Regions from separate parts of the Mus musculus genome. Here regions 1, 3, 4 and 5 are each linked to region 2. A link is a contact called in public HiChIP or PLAC-seq and promoter capture Hi-C data. All regions are on one chromosome and are shown on one strand. Each heading gives the region's core, a stretch centred on a gene start, on an enhancer-like site or on the middle of the called end of the contact. The rest is flanking DNA. Distances are from core to core; before and after follow the strand shown. Region 1 overlaps Gm36617 (a long non-coding RNA gene). Region 2 holds the start of Rnf139 (ring finger protein 139). Region 3 overlaps Nsmce2 (NSE2/MMS21 homolog, SMC5-SMC6 complex SUMO ligase). Region 4 overlaps Fer1l6 (fer-1-like 6 (C. elegans)). Region 5 overlaps Washc5 (WASH complex subunit 5).

Evidence for each region. Promoter capture Hi-C pulls out the DNA fragments that hold promoters and counts their contacts. HiChIP or PLAC-seq counts read pairs in DNA pulled down with a chosen protein or histone mark.
Region 1: a contact with region 2 is called in a promoter capture Hi-C map of pre-B cells, with 2.6 times the contacts expected there. The contact joins the enhancer-like site here to the promoter of Rnf139 in region 2. A contact is called at or near these places in 4 of 39 promoter capture datasets (the C10 cell line, embryonic stem cells, pre-B cells and 1 more), 5 of 115 datasets of contacts at active chromatin or transcription factors (embryonic limb bud, embryonic stem cells, large pre-B cells and 1 more) and 1 of 9 other capture datasets (liver).
Region 3: a promoter capture Hi-C map of pre-B cells shows a contact between it and region 2. The contact joins the enhancer-like site here to the promoter of Rnf139 in region 2. A contact is called at or near these places in 6 of 39 promoter capture datasets (the C10 cell line, embryonic stem cells, liver and 2 more), 2 of 484 Hi-C or Micro-C datasets (pre-B cells and pro-B cells) and 4 of 115 datasets of contacts at active chromatin or transcription factors (embryonic stem cells, large pre-B cells, pro-B cells and 1 more).
Region 4: an H3K4me3 HiChIP or PLAC-seq map of bone marrow-derived macrophages shows a contact between it and region 2, with 5 times the contacts expected there. The contact joins the enhancer-like site here to the promoter of Rnf139 in region 2. A contact is called at or near these places in 2 of 39 promoter capture datasets (the C10 cell line and cranial neural crest), 1 of 484 Hi-C or Micro-C datasets (bone marrow-derived macrophages), 11 of 115 datasets of contacts at active chromatin or transcription factors (the SCID.adh cell line, T-cell acute lymphoblastic leukemia, bone marrow-derived macrophages and 6 more) and 2 of 9 other capture datasets (embryonic stem cells and pancreatic islet).
Region 5: a contact with region 2 is called in a promoter capture Hi-C map of 3T3-L1-derived adipocytes, with 2.9 times the contacts expected there. The contact joins the enhancer-like site here to the promoter of Rnf139 in region 2. A contact is called at or near these places in 14 of 39 promoter capture datasets (the 3T3-L1 cell line, 3T3-L1-derived adipocytes, the C10 cell line and 9 more), 2 of 484 Hi-C or Micro-C datasets (the G1E-ER4 cell line and bone marrow-derived macrophages), 12 of 115 datasets of contacts at active chromatin or transcription factors (bone marrow-derived macrophages, embryonic forebrain, embryonic hindbrain and 5 more) and 2 of 9 other capture datasets (embryonic stem cells and liver).

Annotation. Positions count from the first base shown.
Region 1 is chr15:59,262,108-59,265,437 of GRCm38.p6, reverse strand. The region is part of intron 2 of Gm36617 (a long non-coding RNA gene); the gene reads right to left. Among named protein-coding and RNA genes, the nearest start is that of Gm36617, 18 kb to the right of the region's middle. Within about 2 kb of position 1,552, at least 104 of the 459 cell types and tissues checked have an H3K27ac peak or open chromatin away from gene starts, as enhancers often do. A contact at or near this core is called in liver, pre-B cells and pro-B cells, where this site is marked.
Region 2 is chr15:58,887,685-58,890,736 of GRCm38.p6, reverse strand. It overlaps Rnf139 (ring finger protein 139), which reads right to left and starts at 1,508. Exons shown (of 2, transcript NM_175226.4): 1 at 1,243-1,508. The coding sequence starts at 1,423. It also overlaps a transcript of Tatdn1 not described here.
Region 3 is chr15:59,392,618-59,395,751 of GRCm38.p6, reverse strand. All of the region lies in intron 2 of Nsmce2 (NSE2/MMS21 homolog, SMC5-SMC6 complex SUMO ligase), which reads right to left. Among named protein-coding and RNA genes, the nearest start is that of Nsmce2, 20 kb to the right of the region's middle. Within about 2 kb of position 1,646, at least 33 of the 459 cell types and tissues checked have an H3K27ac peak or open chromatin away from gene starts, as enhancers often do. A contact at or near this core is called in pre-B cells and pro-B cells, where this site is marked.
Region 4 is chr15:58,553,274-58,556,394 of GRCm38.p6, reverse strand. It overlaps Fer1l6 (fer-1-like 6 (C. elegans)), which reads right to left. Exons shown (of 41, transcript NM_001370912.1): 6 at 2,677-2,739. Among named protein-coding and RNA genes, the nearest start is that of Gm36451, 42 kb to the left of the region's middle. Within about 2 kb of position 1,579, at least 28 of the 459 cell types and tissues checked have an H3K27ac peak or open chromatin away from gene starts, as enhancers often do. A contact at or near this core is called in bone marrow-derived macrophages and pancreatic cancer cells, where this site is marked.
Region 5 is chr15:59,331,992-59,335,270 of GRCm38.p6, reverse strand. Washc5 (WASH complex subunit 5) reads left to right here. Exons shown (of 29, transcript NM_153548.3): 27 at 30-183; 28 at 1,566-1,653; 29 at 2,912-3,274. The coding sequence ends at 2,968. Among named protein-coding and RNA genes, the nearest start is that of Sqle, 19 kb to the right of the region's middle. Within about 2 kb of position 1,335, at least 27 of the 459 cell types and tissues checked have an H3K27ac peak or open chromatin away from gene starts, as enhancers often do. A contact at or near this core is called in 3T3-L1-derived adipocytes and trophoblast stem cells, where this site is marked.

The DNA.
Region 1 (3,330 bases), core at 303-2,802, 370 kb before region 2:
TCCAAACCTATCATGTACAAGCTGTGGCTCTTGGGTAAAATTCCTCTGTGGTTCACTTTCTGTAAAATTCATCTTTGGTTCTCTTATCTGTAAAATTGACTTGGTAATAGTACCTCTTTCTTTCTTTCTTTTTCTCTTTCTTTCTTTCTTTCTTTCTTTCTTTCTTTCTTTCTTTCTTTCTTTCTTTCTTTCTTTCTTTCTTCCCTTTTTCTTTTCTTTCGAGACAGGGTTTCTCTGTGTAGCCCTGGCTGTCCTGGAACTCACTCTGTAGACCAGGCTGGCCTCGAACTCAGAAATCTGCCTGCCTCTGCCTCCCGAGTGCTGGGATTAAAGGTGTGCACTACCACACCTGGCAATAGTACCTCTTTCAATAGGTTGTTGTGAGAATTAAATAAATCAGTGCCTGCAAAGTATCAAACAGTATTTGGCTCAGAGTGGGTGCTCCGTGGTTGTGATTCTTACTGTCTTGCATCTACCACCTTGAGAATATGTCTTCAGTTCCTTATTTTTAACTCAAGAGATTACAATCAATGGGACCTACTCATGGGAACTTTGTGAAGATCAAAGGAGAAAATTCATCAAAAACTGAAAGAACAGTGTCTGGTACATAATAAGCACTCAATAAATACTAGCTACTATTGATTTAGTTAGCACTTTGTACTTGCCATGGTACCAATCCCAAGTCAGAAGTCAGGTATGCCAGAAACCAACAAAGCAACTTAATCTACACTCCAAGCTTTAACAGTATCTCAGTCAATCTTGAAGATTCTATTTCCCCCACGATGTCCAGTCTGCGCCAAGGACCTGAGAACTTAGTCAATGTCCAGGTTTCCAGAGTCTTGCTGGCCCTGAGTCCTCTATCCACTTAGACATCTGTTATCTCAGCCTGGCAAGTCTCTGCTATTTCCGAACCACCCAAGGCCTTGCCCAGTGGATCTCCTGTCATAGTTGAGCTTCTGCTCCCCTAACATCCCCAAAGACCCATTGATACTTCCCTTATATTTTACTCAAGCATCTGGGGACCATTTCTTAGTCCCCAGGAAAATCTTGCTTTCAAATCCATTGACCTCCATGGAAATTGAGATAGAAAAGTTGGGTCACAGAGTCTCCCCAGAGGTAGAGAAGCAGCAGAGCTTGCTCCACAACTTGAATGTGACCCAGAGGAAAAGATTATAGAGGGAGTTTCCATACAGTGACCATCTAGAGAAGTTTTTTAAATGTCCACTGCCAAACAGAGTGTGATTCACATTCTCGTCCCTCACTGGACACCCGGGCCTTATGCCAAGAAGTCTGCAAAACATTAGAAGAGAATAAAGAGCTGAACTAGACAGTTGTCTTCCCCTGAGAGTTCCCCATCTGCACGAACACACACACCCCTCCAGAGGACATCTGGCAATCTTTAAGAGACATTTGGGATGGTCACCATTGAATGGGAGAAGGGTGCCTCTGACATTTTGTGGGTACAGACGCAAGGTGCAACCACACATCCTACAATGCATTCGACAGTCAGCCGCCCTCTCCCCTGCCCACATAAAGGATTAATCTGGCCCCAGATGTTAGCAACATAGAGGAGGAGGCATGAAAACTGTCATGCGAGGCAAGAGAGAGTGACAAGGCAATTGTGCCAGAGGCTCGTGCAATCAAAATCACTGTGAGGCCATTTACTTGAATCAGGAGGGTCATTCCTAGGAACTTATTTCATAGAAAAGGGTCCTCACAGGCCAGAGTTTCTATTTCTCACACAATTTTAGATAGCAATGCCTCCAAAGACAGCACGGAAGCAAACAGGAAGCAGCTGCTGATCACCCAACCACAAGCAGACTGCTGGCCTCCAAAGAAGGACGTCCTCCACTGGGTGGAGACTCGGGCTATCCAGCAGCCGGCAAGAGCCTCTCCATTCAGGTTGGGCTTCTGTTGCTTTCTAGGCATGGTAATTGGACAGGAAAAGTTGGCTCCTTAATTACCACGATGCTTTCTTCTCCACAGCCTTCCAGGAAGTGCCCATGATGCGTATATGCTGATAGAGGGTGGGAAGCATCCAGGTGGAGTAGTAAAAAAAATAAAAGCCCCTCAAAAGGTCAGAAATGAGGCAAGAATCTCATCTCATTGCTCTTGTTCTGGGATATAATTGGAGAAAGACTTGCAAGTTCCAGGGCGATCTGGTGCCAGTGAGGAAGAGAAGATAGAAGAAGAGGGTTTGGTGTTCAGGCTGGAGGACGGGTAGTAGAGCGGGGGGGGGGGTGAGGGGTGGGGGGGGTGGGGGGGGGAGGGGAGGTCATGTTGTACTGAGGGTGTTGACCTGTCCTTGGTGAGGGGTGAAAGCCCATGGTATGCAGGCAACAACACGGTTTTCCATTTCCAATGTGAAAGAGGTCTTGTTCAAAACAATGAGGACAGCTAGAAGATTATCTTCAGTGGTGGGATCTTACTATTCTTTTGACTTTTCAACTGCTTTGAGGGTATGGGGGAGGAGCTTAATTTATAAGAGATCCACTGTCGTTAATGGAAGCTACAGCCAAGAATTTGAGAGATGCTTCCTACTCTGCTTGTGAGGAGAGACCTCTGCCCAGCTTGTCTACATTTTTGACAAGATCTTCTCAGCGACTGCAATGGCTAGGCTGTCCTCTCCTCTCTGGCCTCTGTGGCCAGCGGTTCTCTTAGCCTGCTTCTGTCCCCCTGGTGCATTTCCCTGGCTGTGTAGATGATTTTCTGGGACTCCTATGTCATCTCTCCATGCTCTCTGATCCCTCCTCCTCCCTCACCACTCCCACTTGCTATTCTGATGGCTCTTTGGTCTCTCCTGCTTAATGCTTTCCCAGTGCTTTCCATGGGGCCACCATCACCTGGCACCTGGATCCCCGCAGTCACCTCCTATTGTGGTCCATCTGGTCCATCCTTCTTTCCTTGCCTTGCCCTAGAAACTGGATAGTCCCTTCTAAAATGTGCTTGTGATGACAGCTTCTTGTTAACACAGTCCTGGCTTGCATAGCCGTTAGCCCCTCTGAGTAAAGAAGATGCTGTTATTATCCTCATGACAGATTTGAAGGCAGAGGCACAGAGAGGTTGCTTATCTTGCCTGGGACCTCACTGCCATTATGAAGATATGTCACCATTGCCATCTGGCTTAGGCTTCTTGCAATGACTCTCAATCTTTCCAGGGCAAGCTCCGTACCTTCACCATGTTTTTTGTTTGCTTGCTTGTTTGTTTGTTTTCTGGCCCAGGCTTTCCCTCTCTGCCCAGATTTATCAATCTCCTCTTCCACATCACTCTGTAGGGCTTGATCTTTGCATAGCTGCCTGCAGGTCCTCACAGAAGCCTTGGAGGAGGTG
Region 2 (3,052 bases), core at 259-2,758:
GAGTATCACCACCACTTTTTCTTTCTTGTTAACTTTAAGGTGAGCACTGCGGGGTCACAGCGCTGGGTACTGCATCTCCGCACACTGAGGAAGAACAAAAGGGAACCATCCCTGAACACCAGAAGCCTTTCTAACGCTCTGGCAAACACCAGCTGTGCACCAGAAACCAAACACCTAACTTCTCCAACCTCATTTCCTCACCTGTAAAGTCTAAATAACACGATCCACCTTTGAGGAGTGACCGACGGATTAGGTAAAACCTGTGAGAATGCTTTCTAGCAGACAAATGTAGAAGAGTTACTGCCAAGAACAAAACTGCTTCTTTATTGACGCTCCTTTTCTGGGAGAATAAGGCAGCAGAGGCGCTCGCACTTCTCAAGGTCTTGGTCAGGACCTCACTACCAGGTACCCGCACCCCCAACCTTTCAATAGCAAGAACCCACCTAAAAACTCATCGTAATGATCTCATCAACAAAACCTGCCAAGCTGTAATTATCTGGAAAAGATCTCTTTATGTGTTTCTCACTTCTGGTATGTAGCACAGAGAGAAATAGAAAGTGAAATATAAAATACTTTTAGCACTCAATCCATATGAAATGAAGACTGATCTTTCTAGTCTCCCACAGATGTCTCATCACCCTGGGATGGTAAGCTTTCATAGTCACATCCAACACCTTATTATTTACTCATAGAAAGAGTTTAGGGGTTCGTTGTAAGTATAACCTTCCTCGCGGTGACTTTTGGAAATGGTTTCAAGGACTGACATTCATGGCTTGAGTGGCCATTTACCTCAAGTACTTCACGATCCGGTGGACTCCAAGACACAGAAGTGACAACGTATTCTGCACTGTGAAATGGGTAGACAGGGGGCTCAAGCTCTGGCTCAAGTCCAAGGTCACACACGGCGAGACCCGGAGAGCTGTTTTTCCAGGGCTGTCGCATAGGACGCTGGAAGCCAGCAGTCATTCCCCAAGAGAAACAGCAGACAGACAGCCGCATGCTCACACAGCCGTGCTTTCTCCTCGCCCATCCAGGTGCCAACCGAGCAGGGCACAGACCCGCCAGCACCACTCAGCTGTCAACGCTGGCACGAGTACCACGGGTCCCCGCACCCCCGCCAAAAGGCCCTCTGGGGAACCAGACCGTGGTTCCCCAAGCCGCGTGCCACCAGTGCCCTGCCGTTCCCGTCGGCCTGGGAGAGGGCACGCCTCGGCCAGCGGGCTAGCCCTACGCCGTCCTTACCAAGGAGCCGGAGAAAGATCTGAAGCCCGATGCAGAACCGGCTTTGGCTGGAATCGTAGTAGGAGTTGAAGATGGCGTCGATGATGTAGAGGCAGGGCACCCGGAGCGCCACTTCGAGCGCCGCCCAGACCTGCTGCTGGGCCATCCGCACCTGCTGCTGCGGGGGCCCCACCGCCGCCATGAGCCGCTGCCACACCGGGGCTGGGCGGGCCGGGCCAGGCAGGGCGGCGCGGGGGAGGCCCGGGGCCGCGGCCGGGGCGGGCGCCGACGAAAGTGGCTCCGCCCCCGGCCGCCTCCTGTCCTGTGTCCCGGCCCGGCCCGCCCCGCCGCCCGCTCGCGTCCCTCGGTGGAGCAGGGGGCGGCGGCAGCGGCTGCCGGGAGGCCTCGGGGCGTCGGTGTTTCCGGCCGGCTAGGGTCTGGCTCCTCCTCCCTCCAGCGCCTCCCCCGCCAGCGGAGCCACCATCTTGACCCCGCCTGCCTCGGCCGTTGCTGCCGTTGCGAGGCCCCCGAGGCGGCGCCCGCGGTCACTCGAGAACGCGGAGCCGGCGCCGCGGCCCTGCGTCACAATCCGGCGCGCCGCGCAGCGTCAGCACGCGGGGCCCGGCGAGCCTCGAGCGTTGCCATGGTCCCCGCCCGCTTCGGCTCGCCTAGCCTCGCCTCGCCTCGCCGCGGGGTGGCGCTCGCGTCGCCGGCCCGCCGCGTCCCAGCGCCCGAGCGCCTGTGAGTGGCTGCCCCTCGGTGTTGGCGTGCCCCGAGCGTGGGATGCTGGGCTACTGCGCACCGACAGTGTTAAATGTCTAGTAGAGCCCAGTGAGTGTCCCTTGAACTCGCCTCGTCCTGCTTGGGAGATGAAAAGCTGGAGGACGCCGCCCTGCCTACCTGCCTCTCCCCACCCAGAGGCCAGGCCTGAGGAATGGCAGGGGAAATAACCTGCGAGGCTGCACAGGGCGATCCCAGCCAGACTTGGCACTGGCCTTGAGTTGTTAGGTGTTGCCAAGAAAAACACACTCGCATCTGTTTACACATCTCCCTCCCTGTCCCCGTGGACGGTCATGCACATTTTATTAATGGCTTCGGAGCCTGACTTACGAGCAAGAACCCAGAACTCTCTGAGGTCTTTGATTTATCCTTGTCCTGGATAAATCCTTAATCAGAGTTGAGCGCATTCTTTCGCCGCTCTTTCTTGCCTATCAGTGGAATTGGTATGACCTGGCTGTTGTTTCTCTGTTCCTTCTCCAGCAAAGGAAGAGAGTAAGGTCAGAGGCTGAACTGTAGACTTAGCTGTTTTGGTTTAAGGAACACAAAATCGCAAACCAGGAAGCCTGGTTGACTTGGGCTCCTAGCTCAAAGCGCACAAGCCAGTTTACAGCAGGACTCTAGAAGTTGGACCTCCCTTCCCACTCCACCCCACACCCGCACAGGGAGGAGGTCTGTAAATAAAATTATCAGACTTTAACAGAACCCTTTTGGGGGAAGGTGTTTGGAGCAGGAAGATGGCACCTCCACCCAGTTTTGTGGTTTGGGCTTTGTTTGCTCACTTTCCCCTCTTCCATCTGTATACGAGGCACTGTAGGCCCCGGTTTTCTTTTACCAAAGCCTCTATATCAGCTATTACGATAGGCATTTGCTCTACCTGTTTTATCAAGGTTGAGACTGGTTTAGATAAAACGAATTGCAAGATCACAAAGGTGCTAACAGGTGGGACTGTGTATGCCCCAGACCAACAAGAATCAAAACCAGAGTTTGAACCTAATGGTATCTTAAAGCTTAAAACTTCGGTTTGTTTTGCTTCTTTCACCCACAGCCAAAT
Region 3 (3,134 bases), core at 397-2,896, 500 kb before region 2:
GGAGAGGAAATTAGGAAAGGGGATAACATTTGAAATGTAAATAAAGAAAATATCTAATAAAAAAATAATAATAAAGAATGGCCCCATACATGCATGTGTTTGAATGCATGGCCTATAGGGAGTGGCATTATTAGGAGGTGTGGCCTTGAAGTAGGTGTGGTCTTGAAGAAGTTGTGTTGCTGGGGGTGGGGCTGAGGTCTTAGAGGCTCAAGCTAGGTCTAATAGATCAATACACTTCCTGCTGCTTGCAAATCTGGATGTAGAACTCTCAACTCTTTCTCCAGCACCATGTCCGCTGCACACTGCCATTTTTCCTGCCATGACAGTAATGGACTAAGCTTCTAAAACTGGAAGCCAGTCCCAACTAAATGTCTTCCTTCATAAGAGTTGCCATGGTCCGGTGTCTCTTCACAGCAATAAAACCCTAATTAAGACAATTAAGCTTATGGAAAATTCCATTAAAACAAATTTTAAACAAACACTCTGCCCATAAAATTTCTTCAAAAAAGAATCTACATACCATATTTATAAATTTATTATTTACTAACTTAACTGTTTATACAAAGGCAATTAGGATTAATAAAGAGCAAGCTGATATATACACACATACATGTGTGTGAATTTGTTATACATACATTCAATTCAGCACAACAGAAGCTAATGGAATATGAACGTACTCTGTGGCTTCAGGCAAGCCACTTTACCCCTCTGACTTTAGCTATCTCTTCCATCAATGTCAGGTTATTTTCATCAAACTGTTAAGAGAGAATAAGTCTGGAATAAGGTCTAAAAGCAGTGGAATTACTTTATATTACTAGAATAGCCCTTGCCAGATAGAGAGTAAACAAATAAGAGTGAAACTACAGACATGTAGCAGGTTTTTGCAAAATAAAGCATTAACACACATAAGCTTCAGTATAAATATACCTGAATCTAAATTAACTTCAAAAGTAAGATTTGTCAGTAATCTATGGCATGGCAGCAGCTATAATGCTCTTTGTAAAAAATAATTTCTACTAGAAATTAACCGACCAGTAAATCATACATATGAACATGGAAAAATCATTTCTTTGTAAAAACAACTGTGGGGGGTGGAGGGAGGATTGCACATGTGGATGTCAGAGGACAACTTGTTGGAACCAGTTCCCTCCTTCCACAATGGGGTTTCCAGAGATAAACTCAGGTGTCCGGCTTCATGGCCAGTGCATCCAGCCATTCTGCTGGTCCATAGGAACATTTCTGCTATTCTCTCCAAAACTATTTTATATTTTCAGTCTACAAAATTTTAATCTGTTACAGATATGAGAAGAGACTATAACAGAAAAATGTTCATCTAGAACAGGAATCAACCAAGCCCAGTTCACTGCTGACCAACCAGCATCTGTTTGTAGGTTGTTTACAGGTACTCCTCAGCTGAGTCTAGTACAAAATATACTTTGGAACACAACGCCAAAACATGCAAAACTGAACATAACTAAGTGGCCTTTTCAAGCCTCCCTGTCTGTCTAGTGCTGTGAATGGGCACGAGAAAAGAACTCGGAGAAAAGAAGTGCTCGGCTGCTCGGCTGAGTAAGTGTACAGCATACACAGAGGAAGCAAAGAAGAAAGATGTGGCACTGAACCTCAGCCGAGCGTGACCAACAGGCATACCACCAGCACTCAGAAGGGAGAGGACACCTCAGGGAGAGGAAAAGGAAGTCCACAGAGCACACACAGGGCCCCTTGAGGAGGTCTCTATGACTAGGGTGCATATGGAAGGATGTAGCCAGTGACACCACAGTCCTGTAAGCGCTGGTCAGCAGTTTTGCACAGATGGACGGCCTATTTGGAGAGGAAGTGCCAAGTGCTGTCTGTGGTCATGGGGAAAGAAATGATCAAACATGGACAATCTATTGAGATAGCTATTGATAACTGAGATGCATAAATACAGAGTCTAGAGAGGGGGTTGCTCCGTGGGTAAGAGCACACACTGCTCCTGCAGAGGTCCTAAGTTTGGTTCCCAGCACGCACATTACACAGCTGACAATCACCTCACAGAGCTCCAGAGGGGCCAGTGTTCTTTCTGGAACACTGCACATGCACTTACCCATGTTCATACTCACTCATGCATACAAATAATTGTTAATCATAGATCACCTATACATCTTTTGTAAGAGATGTGTGCATCCTGACATATAGACCGGGGTTCTGTCGTAAAGGAAGAGGTCTGATTCTTTTTTCTGTCACACATACCAATAATCTACTAATTAGAAATACCTTGCTTACTACCACGTAGCTTTCCCAATCTTTGCATTTATTCTTATTTGCCGTAGCTGCTAATTAACCTTTTCAAAGCATGGGCCAAGAAGTAATTGGTGATCAATCAATTTTTTAAAAAATTAACAATTACCTAATAATGAAAACCAAACAAGTTCAAATAAACAATTTAAATAAGTTTTATATGATACTCTACAGTACTGTACTGTACTGTACAGTATCATGTTGTACTTTGCCTAAGCACTATATCAGAACCCAGAGTCTCCAGGTGCAGATGCTATAGCTAAGAGCTAATGAGCCAGCCCTGTAAGTTGTTGCCCTTACACAGCCCTCACACAGAGCCAAATCTGCCTCTTCCCCAATGCTAGTCACAATCTAAAACACCCTGACTGTGGTCCGAGTCATCTAGCTCAAGTCACATATTAACGAGGCCTCCTTCCACACAGTATAGGATTTCCCCCATCTCTCTGAAACCTTTAAGTATAGGCACCTTCCTTTGTCTGGCAGGACTAAAGCTATGGCATCAGGGTGGGACCACAGGACAGGCTGTGCTGTTAATAAATACCCTGTCCTAAAGACAACTGAACTCAATACGTCTCTTTCTTGAATACCATTCTCTTCTCACTCCCAAAAACCTAACACGCAGTCCAGAAGAAAAGTGAAATCTTCATCTTCAGGTTAAAGTGGTCACTGCTGCCGTCACCAGTTTACAATGGCAGTAATTAATTTAGAATTGAATAAATACTCTCAACCTTCCTCTCTCAGGTATGCACACTTACAGAGAGCCCATGAAGAACTTCTCAGTGAGTATAACTTCCCAGCTAGCACCCCCTTCTCCTCAATTATTCGCCTTATTCTTGACCAGACACAAAATAACT
Region 4 (3,121 bases), core at 330-2,829, 330 kb after region 2:
CAGAGGGGAAACAAGGACAGCTTGGCTGCAGTAGAGGAGCTATTTAAGACAGCACACAAAAAGCTGCCTCTGTTACCGGCCTTGTTTTCTGTGGCTAACATGACTCCCTAAGGCCTGTCTCAAGTTCCTTTCACAAGGTAAAAGTCCCTGTGGAAGATGAAATGAAAGACTCTCAAATGATTCTTCCAACCACACAGGAGATCTCTTTATGGTGTCTGCCTAGAGACTGAGTGCCAGCCAAGCCTACTAGGACATTACTAGGCTCCTGGAGATGTGCCACACACGGTGTCATCGGGTTCTGTTCCTTGGGATACTGTTAAAGGAAAATAGTCTATGGTCCCATCAGGGAATATTATACTGTGGCTGTCCCAAGAGCATCTAATTACAGTCACCTCATATCACACCTTTTTAATAATATTCTTAATTTATTATTTGAGAATTTCATACAAATAGACAATATATTTTGATCACATCCACCCTCATTCTCCCCCCCCCCAACTCTTCCTGGAACCCTCTAACATGTATGCCTTCCAAATGCATGTCCCCAACCCCCTTTTTAAAGATCCTATCGAGTCCAATTAATGCTGCCCATATGTGCTTGGCTTTGGGGCTATCCACTTGAACATAGGCAACCTAGCAGTGGCTGTCCTCCTAAGAGTAACGCCACTCCCCCTCCAGAAATCTGCCAATAGTTCCTCAGCTGGGGTGGAGCCTCACCAGGCCTTCTCCCATTCACACTGGAATTTTGACTGGCTTGCTCTTACATGTGTAACAGTCTCATGACTCTGAGTAGCCAAACACGTTCTGATTCAATTTGAGGACTGCTCTCCATGAGAAAATGTATGCCTAGTAATATAAACATGGTCAAAAAACCCATGGACAGGAAAGTGATAGGTCCTAGAAGAGAACCTACTATTGCTATTTTCCTAAATGCCCCGTGCTGTCAAATGACTGTCTAAATATCTACATTTATACATATACATCTGTGCAGTTGCTCTCTGCCTTGGTCAGATTCTGTGGTGGACAGTGGTTAATACAAGGACTCATAACTGTCTAAGCATTGAGAATACATAACTATGAGTCATCTCCCTTTAACACTGAATTCATTCATTCACACTGACTTTCAATTTGTGAACTAGCAGTAAGCTGAATTAAACATTAGAGGGAGGGGGTTTCCTTTAAAATTTCGGGTCTCTCTCCCTAGGAGTTTTTTAAGAACAGCCAGTGTCTGCTCCCAGAGAAGGAATGAAACATGCAGACAAGCTTTGATCCAATGTCTAAAGTTCCAGGTGTCCCGCATACAGTCATGGCTCTTGTTGTCGATGTGACTTAACCTGGTGATGAACTTAGCTGCTCTAAGAGCCACTCTCATCAGGTGGCAGATGGAGTGACAGCACAAAGTTCTGAGAGCTGTCCCAGCTCCCAAAATATATTTTGCATCATGTCATTACGCCTGCAACAGATGCTAAGAATGTTGGGTTCTTGGTGGCTTTTCTTTTCTCAAGAGTCACATTCTTCTAATGCTCCTGGGAAGGACTGTATCATGATGCCACTGGGACCCTGGCCTTGAGACAGGACTATGACATTCAGCTGAGGTTAGAGGTCATATAACATATCCATACATATGTGAGAAGGTGAGAAAAACAGGACAGGGAAGGAAATCAGAGTTGCTGTGACTGTTGAGGGAACCCTTGCCTTATTCCCTGTGCACTTTTACCAACATAAAGTCACTGTCCTGTTCTTTAAGAAGTCTTTAAAACAAAGCATTTAATTACTCTCAAACCCCTGCCCTACACCCAGCCTCAAATCTCTCTTCATGGAAGAAGTGGCTGTTTTCTGAGATTAAAGTAATAGATGTCACCATCTGCCACCTATTGTTCTCTGACCCTCTCCTGAATAGTGTGCAGTTGGCAATGGGCCCAGTTGGCCACTTCTGCTCTCACTTAGGACAATATGACTTCAGCATTTATATTTTCCCTTTCCATTCCTGCCACTCATGAACGAGGTACATGGCCATACCCCAGCAAACACAAGGAGCTCCCACTGTTTCAACTCTTCAGTCTGGATCTGTGGTTAACCTTCCCTCCCTGGATAGGCTGAGAAAGATCTGTCTAGCAGATCAAAATTCTCCCTTGGAAAGGTCCCGAGGTCCACACTCAGAGGCAACTTTTAAGAATGCTGAAATGCTCATTTTCTCTGCCCGCTGGGTGTTATCAGTGACAAGACTGACATATGCAAACTGTCCCCAGTTTCTATTCCTGTTTCTCTATTTGTCACTGACTAGAGGAAAAGATGGTTGTGATTAATTAGGGTAGATATCACCCCAAGAGAAAAACAACATTAACTTGATTTTTAAGAAACAACTGAAAAATGGCAGCCAATTAAGATGTCATCTGTAGCATATGTTCCATTATTCCCACATCCTCTTAACAAATGCTTACTGTAGTTTACCTCTTGCTTCCAAGAAGTGCAGATTCCCTTGAGATGGCTCTGTGTCCTAAAGTCCTCCATATTGGGGATTTTTCAGCTTTAGCCCGATTCTTCCATGGTCACCAACCTATACACATCCCCTTGAACCCAGGCATCCCTAACCATGCTGAGCTGTCCCAGAGAGTTCCAGTGTCTAGGGTCTCTCCTGCTTTCTCCCAGTACCACCATCTGCCATGCTATACTTACTGAAATTTTGATGATCTTGTCGAAAAGATGCACTTGGGGTCCGATGAAATCAAAGACAAAGTACTGTAAAACATGAAGTTCATCTTGGTCACCAACCCTTAGCTTACCTCTAAGAACCTTGCTCTTGGAATGAGTTAGATCCTTTAAGTTGTTTTCAGTTGTTTTACATATTATTTTACATATTATACATAAAATGCCAGCAACTACATTCTTGCATAGGATAAGTATTCCTCTAAAATAGATATAAGTAGTATTTTTGGATCATGGATTATGTGCATGTAAAATTTTAATAGTATTAGGTTTTCTCCCTTGAGGGACTATTAAGCTGTATTTGTTATTTTTCTATTGTTATGATAAAATGCCAGGACCAAGGCAACTTATAGAAAATCAAGTTTATTTTGGCTTATAGTTTGAGGGGGACAAGGACCTGCCTTTGTGGGGAGGC
Region 5 (3,279 bases), core at 86-2,585, 440 kb before region 2:
ACTGGGTATTGTAACTTGTTCCCTCACAGGCATGGTCTGCCGGAAGCCTGCCGACCCTGTTGACTGGCCACCGCTCGTCCTAGGTCTGCTCACGCTGCTGAAGCAGTTCCACTCCCGGTACACCGAGCAATTCCTGGCACTGATTGGCCAGTTTATTCGCTCCACAATGGAGCAGTGCACAAGGTACAGAGGGCCAGTCAGAAATAGTGGAACTTAATGCCACAAAGAGGGACTGCGACCTGTCAGGACAAATGCCTCTCATCACTGTCCTGACAGGACTGGCGATGATGCTTGAGGTCTCCAAACAAGTCAGGACAAGGAGCGAGCACCAGGTGCTCCTCCTGTGCTCCCCGCCAGGAAATGCCCTGTCGTTCTTCTGGCCGGGGCTGTGTAAGCCTGGGTCTTGGTGGAGATAGGAGACATGGTGAGAAGGCAAGCAGACCTGTGCCTCTGCCATGCTGGTTCCATCTCTCTTCATTCCTGCTCCTCTGCCTCTAAGACATGGAAGGAAGTGATACCTCAGTTTCATGGCCAGGCAAGTCTTTGTTAATGGTGTATAACAAAACAGGAATCGCAAGGTGCTGTTAGAGAACAAAACGTAAACCTTCAGTTTCTGCAAGCGCTATCTATGCTCCCTTCTGTTCACTTGTGGGGTTTCTAGGATAGAACAAAACAAACAAAAGTCATGGCCCTAGGACACTGTGTCAGCTCCACTCCGTGCTGCCTGAAAGGGTCAGCCTAGCTGAACATGAAGTTAGCGGATTGCCATTTGGTTATTTTTGCCCACATAGCAGATCATTCTGCTATGCTATGACCTTGTATGCATCAGCTAAGAGCTCTGAAGCTGAGCCCTCCTTTGGCTTCTCAAGACATTGTCTCACTGTTTCCCAGCCCGGCCCTGAATTTAGTCTGTAGCCCAGGTGGACATTGTATTTGAAATTTTCCTGCATCTGCCTTCAGAGTAGATGGGATTGCAGGTCTGCTACACCAGTCCCAGCTACTCATTTACTTCAAATGGGTGTGCAAACAAATGTAGCTGAAGGCCGAGAGGATGGGGATGTGTGGGCGTTGACAGGCATTGATTGTCTCATGGAGTCTGAAGGACATCAAAGGGAGATAGATGACTCTAGAGTGTAGACCTGTCTGTCCAGACTCTAGACAGACAGCAAGACCAAGTTATAAGCCAGAGGCGAGGTTACGATTGGCTTTGCTTTTCTCTAATTACACCTATTAGCCTGTGTGTGTACACATTATGTACATGTTCCACTCACTGCAAGCATGTGGAGGTCAGAAGACAGGCTTTAGGGAGCCAGTTCTCCTTCCTTCACAGGTTCTGGGCATGGAGCCAAGGCCATCACCCTTAGAGGCAGGTGCCTTTACCCCTGACCTACCTACCAGCTCCTTGTTAGCTTGTTTCCTGTAGGATTGGTTCCTAAATAAGAGCAGGTTAATTACTTCATAGGAATCAAGAGGGTGCCCTGTGGGTTTGTTAGACTTGGTGTACTGCTCAAGGAAGGATGTGTTAACATAACAAAGCAGCTAGCTGACCCAGACTTCTTTTACAGCCAGAAGATGCCTGAAATGCCTGCAGATGCTGTGGGCGCCCTTCTCTTCCTGGAGGATTATGTTCGGTATACAAAACTCCCCCGAAGGGTAAGCCCTCGACAGGAAACGATGACAGTGATGACATACCCAAAGCTGTTAGAAAAGAAGTCCTGTAGGCTGCCTCAGCCCTCCACGGCTGCGCCCTGACGTCCGCTGCACAGGTCTTCCTGTGAGTGAGTTCCAGGACAGCCAGGGCTACACAGAGAAACCCTTTCTCGAAAAACACAAAAAACAAGAGAGAGGTGAAACAGGAACTATTAACTATAAACCAAAAAAAGTGGACATTTCCTTGATACTGTTGTGTTCAGAAGGGAGATGGGTAGATATTAACAGGCAGTTTTAGTAAAGTACAAGCAGGATAAGCATTTGGGGAAGGCTCGGCCCTACTTATATCCAGGTGCAAACCAAGCTAGACTCCCAAGTGAGAGACATGGGGCTCTGGGCTCTGGGCTCTGGGTTTGGAAGAGTTTATTCTCCATGATGTGAATGGGAAAATAGCAACCTCTGTCTTTAAGGGGAATTTAGCTTTGTGCTTTAAAGCTTCAATGGTGTAATCACCCCAGAGTCCCAGAAATGCACTGGTAGGAATTTACTTGCTAGAGATTAACATACACAATACAAAAGCATGCCGATGTTTCCTAATCCATGTACAAGGGTATACCTAGATTTTGCAAAAGTATCATGAGATTGCAAGGTCCATCAGCCTTTCCCATGATGAGCTGAATCCAGTCTTCTTGTCTTGTTTCTGGTCTCCTATCTCATGATTAAGTCTCTCTTTAAATGTCTTTAATACAATATTTATGCACATTCTGTCTCTTCCCTCTCTCTCTCTCCTCTCTCTCTCTCACACACACACACAGTGTTTTGCAAATGTTTCTCTAGCTCACAGAGATCACCTGTTCCATTCCCCCACCTCACCTCCATGCCACCCTCCTCCTCCTCCTCCTTTTCCTCCTCCTCAAAGCAGTTAAGGAATGCAGGCCTTTCCAGACCTTCCTGTTTTCCTCTGGCCTCTGGGTTTCTCCTTTGTCTCTCGTTGGCATACTCCCAGATCCTAGTGCCATTGGGAGCAAAGCCTGCTTGTAGAGGCAGTGGGCCTCCCCCCTCAGGTGTTGTCATGTGCACAGTAAGGAAACATTAAAACCAGCTACCAGCAATGAAAGGGTTGTCTCGTTTCCCTATGCGCCTCAGCTCCTTCCAGTGCTTCACCTTCCTCCAACAGACATTTTCACCTCTTGAATTCCCTCTGTAAAACTGAATTTCCTGAGCGCCAATGATGTGGTTTCACTTCTGCTTACTATTCCAGGTGGCTGAAGCCCATGTGCCTAACTTCATTTTTGATGAATTCCGAACAGTCCTGTGACTTCTTTCTCCTGCTCCAGTGACAGGATGTTCTATGACTAGAATGAACTTGGACGTGAGAAAGATACTTGACTCCTCATGCAACGTGCATTTTCCTCCTCTGTGGGAACCAGCCATTCTAAGGAAAGTGGCTCTCAACTGTCTAAATCATGGCATCGTAAGGAATTTTTATCATGTAGATGCAGAACTGTTTTGTACTTGCCTCTTTTAAATGCTCAGTATAACTGATGGATGAAGCCATTCCATCTTATGTTCTAAGGATCTGTTTGTGCAACTCCAGACCTTCAGTAAAACAGCATTGCTAGTACTGAG